Regions from separate parts of the Mus musculus genome. Here region 1 is linked to region 2. A link is a contact called in public HiChIP or PLAC-seq data. All regions are on one chromosome and are shown on one strand. The core of a region is the stretch at or near the end of the contact, and the rest is flanking DNA. Distances in the headings are between cores, read along the strand shown. Region 1 holds the start of Grip1os2 (glutamate receptor interacting protein 1, opposite strand 2). Region 2 overlaps Grip1 (glutamate receptor interacting protein 1).

Region 1 (2,700 bases), core at 84-2,583, 70 kb after region 2:
TCATCCTGATTTGGCCTGTTCTCCCTTGATGCCTTCCTTCCCCTGACACCACCCTTTTGCCTCCCTTTTTTCCTCAAGTTCTCTTCTCATCTCTTCTTTTGCCCCTCCTGCTGCCACTTAAACTTTTTATCTTCCTACCAAGTTTGATCAGATTTTCTCTTTTGTCATAAAAGAGTCTTGGGACGACTCCAGGCAATAAGGAGCGAGACGGAATTTTACATCCGGAGTGGAGGCTTGTTATCCTTCTAGACTCTCCTGTCTTGCTGCCACTGGGCTTCTGGGAACTTTTATTATTGACTCCACTTGTTCTTCAGTGACTTTGTGCCTGTGACAGCCTTTCTCCAAAATACTTTCTCCCCCCTAGATTTTTTTTTCTTTTCCTCCCATGCCTCAGAAAACCCTTCCTCTTCTTTATTTCAACATAATAAGCATTATTTTTACCTTCAGTTTGTGTATCTTAAAACCTGTTTATCCTCGTTCTGTAACCTGAAGTCTGCCAGAGGGAGCCTTTCTGGTCAGTGGATTTATACATTGCTTCAGGAGACACTTGGACACCTCTTTACCCCAGTCTCCGCTCTTGAGAAGTGAAATAACCAAACTGCCCGCCCCATCACGCTGACACTAGTGTCACGTGACTTTGTCCATGGGAAACTAAGATGGCTGTCCGCCGCCGAAGCTCAGTAATTATTATTATTGTAGTTGAAATGATATATACAGTAGCCAGAAACACGTGGACATAAAACAGCTCATTTTTAAGCCTCGATCTTTCTACTGGTAATTCTAATAACAAATCTAATTATGTCTGCTTATTAGTTCTTTTTACCTCGATTGATTGGTATGTGAGTATAGGGCAGGGTGGGGGTTAGTATGAGGTGCCTTCTCCCATCACTTTGGACTTGGTTTTTGAGACAGGGTCTCTCACTGAACCTGGAACTCATGGATTCAACAAGGCTATCTAGCCGGTACATCCCAGAGATCTTCTGCCTCCATCTCCACAGGACTGAGGTTACAAGTGCACTCCACTGTGCTAGAGTCTTATAGGGGTGCCGAGGATGGGGTCTAGATCTACTTGGTTGTTCAGCAGACACTTCAGCAGCCTATATATCTCGCCAGCCCCCAGGTTCTACCGGTTAGAAAGCTTAGGTGCTTATTCCTGCCCATGCGCAGGGAACCCAGCTTCCGGCCTCACGTCACTCGCTCACACTCCGCATGAAGTCCATCCTGCCTATAAAACTCTTCCTTACATCACTCCTCACGCACAAACACTGACATCTGGCTTCTGATTCCGCCACCCTTTAAAGTACAGTTCGGGAAGGTGATTTTAATTTTTAAGCACTAACCATGGGCGCTGTTGTTACCATGGAAACCAAATCTCCTCTCCTGAGACATGGCAGCGGTGATCACCCCCTGACAGTCCGAAGACCTGAATTTCAGACAATCAGAGGCAGAGCAATTTGGGGGCCCCGTTCATTTAGAATTTTCTCTTTTGTGATTTCCGGGAAGCGTAGCGTGGCCCGTCCCAATTTGAGGAAGCAAAGAAAAGCCTGTGAATTGAGAGCCAGCTGCCAACTTTCCGCCCAAGGTAGCAGTCCCAAACACGTTTTTATTATTCTCTGGGAAATAAGGTCATAAAAAAGTAATTGCTGACACAACCTTAATGATAGCATTTTAAGTATGCTGCCTGTAATTAAAATAGGGATTTTATTACGGTAGACCTTCGAGAGCCCAGCCTGTGAGCCATTCACGTCTCCAGATTTACAAAGCAAGCAACTTTGACGCCTGCTGCTTTTGCTGTGTGGGCTGCACACTTCCTTTGTGCCTCTCCTGGTTGCCGCTTATGTACAAAACCACCTCTCTCCTGGCAAAAAGCACTAAGCATCTGTGTTTCCAACGATGCCCCGCAGCGATGGCGCCTCGGCTTTTCCGCAGACTTCCTCGAGAAATGTCACGAAGGAGCCCCTCTTTCTCCTTTGATTTCCCTTCCAGAATAAAACTTTCATGTACTGCACAATGAGGTTAAAATCCTACAAGGCTTTCTGATTAAAGTTTGAAGAGGACTCTCTCATTTCAGGCCATGTCAGATCCATTTCTCCCGTTCTTTCCCTGATGGGTAGACTAGATGCTGAGTGCAGTCGTGGAGGATAAAGACCAGAGATGATGGCTTTGACAGATTACACGATGCCTTCCCTTTCTCTCCTATAAAGAGAACTGTACTGGCAGCCCACATAGAGAGTTGCTGGTCGCCAGTGGGGCCCAACAGCCTCATGCTTTTGCTAGTCGACATCCTTAACATGTTGCCTGAGGCCCCGACAGAGCTGACTGGGCAGCAGACATTTTATCCAAGTCTCTGAGAGAAATAAGAGCAAAGAGAAGACTCTCATCCAGCCATCTTCCCTCTGTCTGAAGAAGCTGTCCTTAGGTGTCTAACCACTGAACGTGCATGCACAACTTTTTGGCTAGAACTTCAGTGATGGCTTATCACTTGAGTGTAATGTCATGTCTATGAAGCATCCATCTCAAAGAAGGGGAAAAGGGATGCTTACATCTGAGTTAACTGTCTTTGCTGCACCTGATGGTATATACTACTATGAGGAGTAGAAATAGGCATATAAATAGGCATACAAAGCAAACATTGACAATAAGTCCTAAAGAATTTTATTTCTTTCATTATTCACTTTACATTCCATCACAAACCCCTCC
Region 2 (2,700 bases), core at 11-2,510:
GACGGTGATTTTTGTTGTTGTTGTTGCTGTTGTTTAAAGATGTTCATGAAATGTTTTATAGCATCTTTCTGTCAGCATCGTTAGGTCTGTGTCTCTCGACACAAATCCAGCCTTCTCCAGCATGCAGAATGAGAAACCTCAAAGCATAGGGGAAATTCATGGGAGGATTGCATGTGACTGCACACACTTCAGAGCCAGAACATTCCTGGTCGGTAAATATTTGACTTCCTAAATAAAATTGTCCCGCCTTCATTATGAGCAATCTATATCTGAAAACTGAGCCCTGTCTAAATGCAGGAGAGAGACCAATTGCCTGTGAACCCAACGACAAGTAGTGGGAGTACAGCCAGCCCCCTTGGGGTGGCTTGCACACTCGTTATGATATGGTTATTGAACAACCATTATTCCGTCACAAGGCATTTCTTTAAATTACAATTCTGGGAACAAGGAGCTGAGGAATATCATTAGTCCGCTAGGTAATAGGCTGACATGTGAGTGATGAATTAGACTGGGAACCAAATGACTTGTTCCTCCTGTTAGGAACCCCCATCCATGCGGAGACCCTCTGAAGAAAGACCCTAGAGGAGGGAGTGTTACACAGGAGTCATGTTTTCCCATGTAGCCTCTAGGGAACTTCGGTCCTTTGGACTCAAGTATTTTTGATAGAGTTGGGGGTTTTGTTTTTGTTTTTAAGTTGTTTGTGAATTTTGAAGATAAGGATAAAGGCTTGGACACATTCAATTCAGAGTGGAGTTTCATCTGCCTCTCAGCTCCTGTGTTTTATTGTTAAGCGGTGTGACACCTCTCAGCCTGAATCAACCTGGAGTTCCAAGTTGGATTGTTTGTGTTCCCTTTCCCTGACACCACGCTGCTGGCCGCCGGTCCCTTTACCAGTCCCTTTATTTGCTGTTCCTAAGCCTATGAGAGGCTTCTCTGAGAAGCGCATTTTAATATTTAGATCAAACAGCGATTGGAATACATTAATGCCCAGTGGGTTTGAAAGCAGCTGCTGAGCCTTCTCCCTGCTGCTCCAATTAACACATGCAGCACGCTCAGTCAGCAAGAGGGCTGTGCGTATGGGTGAAACCACTTTGCAAGATCACTAGTGTGGCTTGCCAGAGAGCCGAAGGGTTAACCAGCCTTCCCTACTCCTAAACCGCAGCTTTCTAGGAAGTTTTCCATCCGGCTGCTGTGCTTTGAGCAGAGGAATGCTAATAGGAGTGGGCAGGATTAGCAGGTGGGCAAAGCCAGGCTCTCCCTACTTTGGTTCAGTCCATTGACTAGCGCGCTTCCCCACCCCCGCTCGGTGATGGAGGTGTGGGGTAGTGACATTTTAGTGCTGGGATGCCTCTTGCTTCAAGCTGCATATCTTGAACTTTTGTTTGGTTCTGAAACAAGTTGAAGCCCACAGCTTCGCGGGTTATTTTTCCCCTTTTCCTTCTTTAATTGATATCTTTTATCATAATCTTACTTTTTTTCTCTAACCCACCCATCCTTAAAAAAAAAAAAAAATAGGAGAATTGTCAGTTTCTTGGGCTAAAAGAGAAGTCTTCCCAAGCTACTCCCACGTCGCTGTTGTGTTTTCTCCTGCTGTGGCTGAACTCTCTCAGCCTTGATGGGCACAAGGAGAAAGGCTGGAGGGTGATGAGTCCCGGTCCCCGGGCTTGGTGAGGGTCATTCATGCTCCACCGGCTTGAAGAGCAGCTGGGCTCTCGGCTCTGCTGCTGGCTGCGCCTCTGCCGCGGCTGCCCCGGGAGCCAGTCATGGACCGCTTCCTGGGATTTGTCAAGCAGATTCGGAGATCTAGGAGAAGAAAGGGGAAAAAGTACCGGCCGGAAGAGGACTACCAGGAGGGCTACGAGGATGTCTATTACTATGCTTCGGAGCATTTTCGAAGTAAGCGCTTCCCACCACCACCCCTCCCCTTCCTGGTCCTTCTCACATGCACCGGCTAACAATAAACCTTGCCTGCTTCTTTCCTTTACTCTTAGAGGCAAAAGACTTTCCAGATGGTGTTCTTGGGAAGTGCTAGATCCATCCTGCTTGATTTGTTGAGTGTATGGCCACCGGATCATACCGAGACGCTATTACCAGTGCGGGTCTATACAGAGGTTAAAATTGTAGGTGGAATCGATTGACTCTGTTACTTTAAGGAGCCGTTCGAAAAAGTGTCTTGTAGGTTGGCTAGAATATGTTCTGTTGAAGTTGTAATTTCTTTTCAATCATCTCATGTGCGTGTTGTTTTTTTCTCTCCTTTCGAGATAGAGGAGGTTGATTTGTTTGAAAGTCATTGTTCGTGTTGGAGTTGCTGCTCAGGCTTAATGCTCACCGTCCCAACTTCTGGACAGTTCCCTGGGATGAAGTGTGTGTTGTTTGTACTCTGAAGGTTCAAATGCTTTTTTTCTGATGCTTGTTCATAACCTTGTTATTAAGTTAGGGGAACTGGCTTGCCGTCAGTAGCAGTAGCAATACCTGTAGAATAAAAACAAAAACCACCCACATGGAGACCTTTGTAAATTGACTTTAAAATAGCGGAGGACTAAATTTTTTCTTGTACCTGTCAGGGCTCTAGGTTCCTGGCGAGGCTTAGACGGGTCCCCTTAGATTTAAAATGCTCAGAAATGCCTCAGGGTGAAGAGAGAACGCATTTCCCTGCCAAGATCACTGTGTTTATGTGCCCAGATGAAGGGGAGGCAGGCG

The links. HiChIP or PLAC-seq counts read pairs in DNA pulled down with a chosen protein or histone mark.
Region 1: a contact with region 2 is called in an H3K27ac HiChIP or PLAC-seq map of embryonic stem cells, with 3 times the contacts expected there. The contact joins the promoter of Grip1os2 here to the enhancer-like site in region 2. A contact is called at or near these places in 1 of 39 promoter capture datasets (3T3-L1-derived adipocytes), 4 of 484 Hi-C or Micro-C datasets (cerebral cortex, cortical neurons and nephron progenitors), 2 of 115 datasets of contacts at active chromatin or transcription factors (a beta-TC-6 cell line and embryonic stem cells) and 1 of 9 other capture datasets (pancreatic islet).

What each region holds. Positions count from the first base shown.
Region 1 is chr10:119,760,366-119,763,065 of GRCm38.p6, forward strand. It overlaps Grip1os2 (glutamate receptor interacting protein 1, opposite strand 2), which reads right to left and starts at 1,334. Exons shown (of 3, transcript NR_045359.1): 1 at 1,245-1,334. All of the region lies in intron 1 of Grip1 (glutamate receptor interacting protein 1), which reads left to right. It overlaps Gm46207 (a long non-coding RNA gene), which reads left to right. Exons shown (of 2, transcript XR_001779707.2): 1 at 1-1,582; 2 at 1,714-2,027.
Region 2 is chr10:119,690,726-119,693,425 of GRCm38.p6, forward strand. All of the region lies in intron 1 of Grip1 (glutamate receptor interacting protein 1), which reads left to right. Among named protein-coding and RNA genes, the nearest start is that of Gm46207, 55 kb to the right of the region's middle. Within about 2 kb of position 1,261, at least 104 of the 459 cell types and tissues checked have an H3K27ac peak or open chromatin away from gene starts, as enhancers often do. A contact at or near this core is called in cerebral cortex, cortical neurons, embryonic stem cells and 1 more, where this site is marked.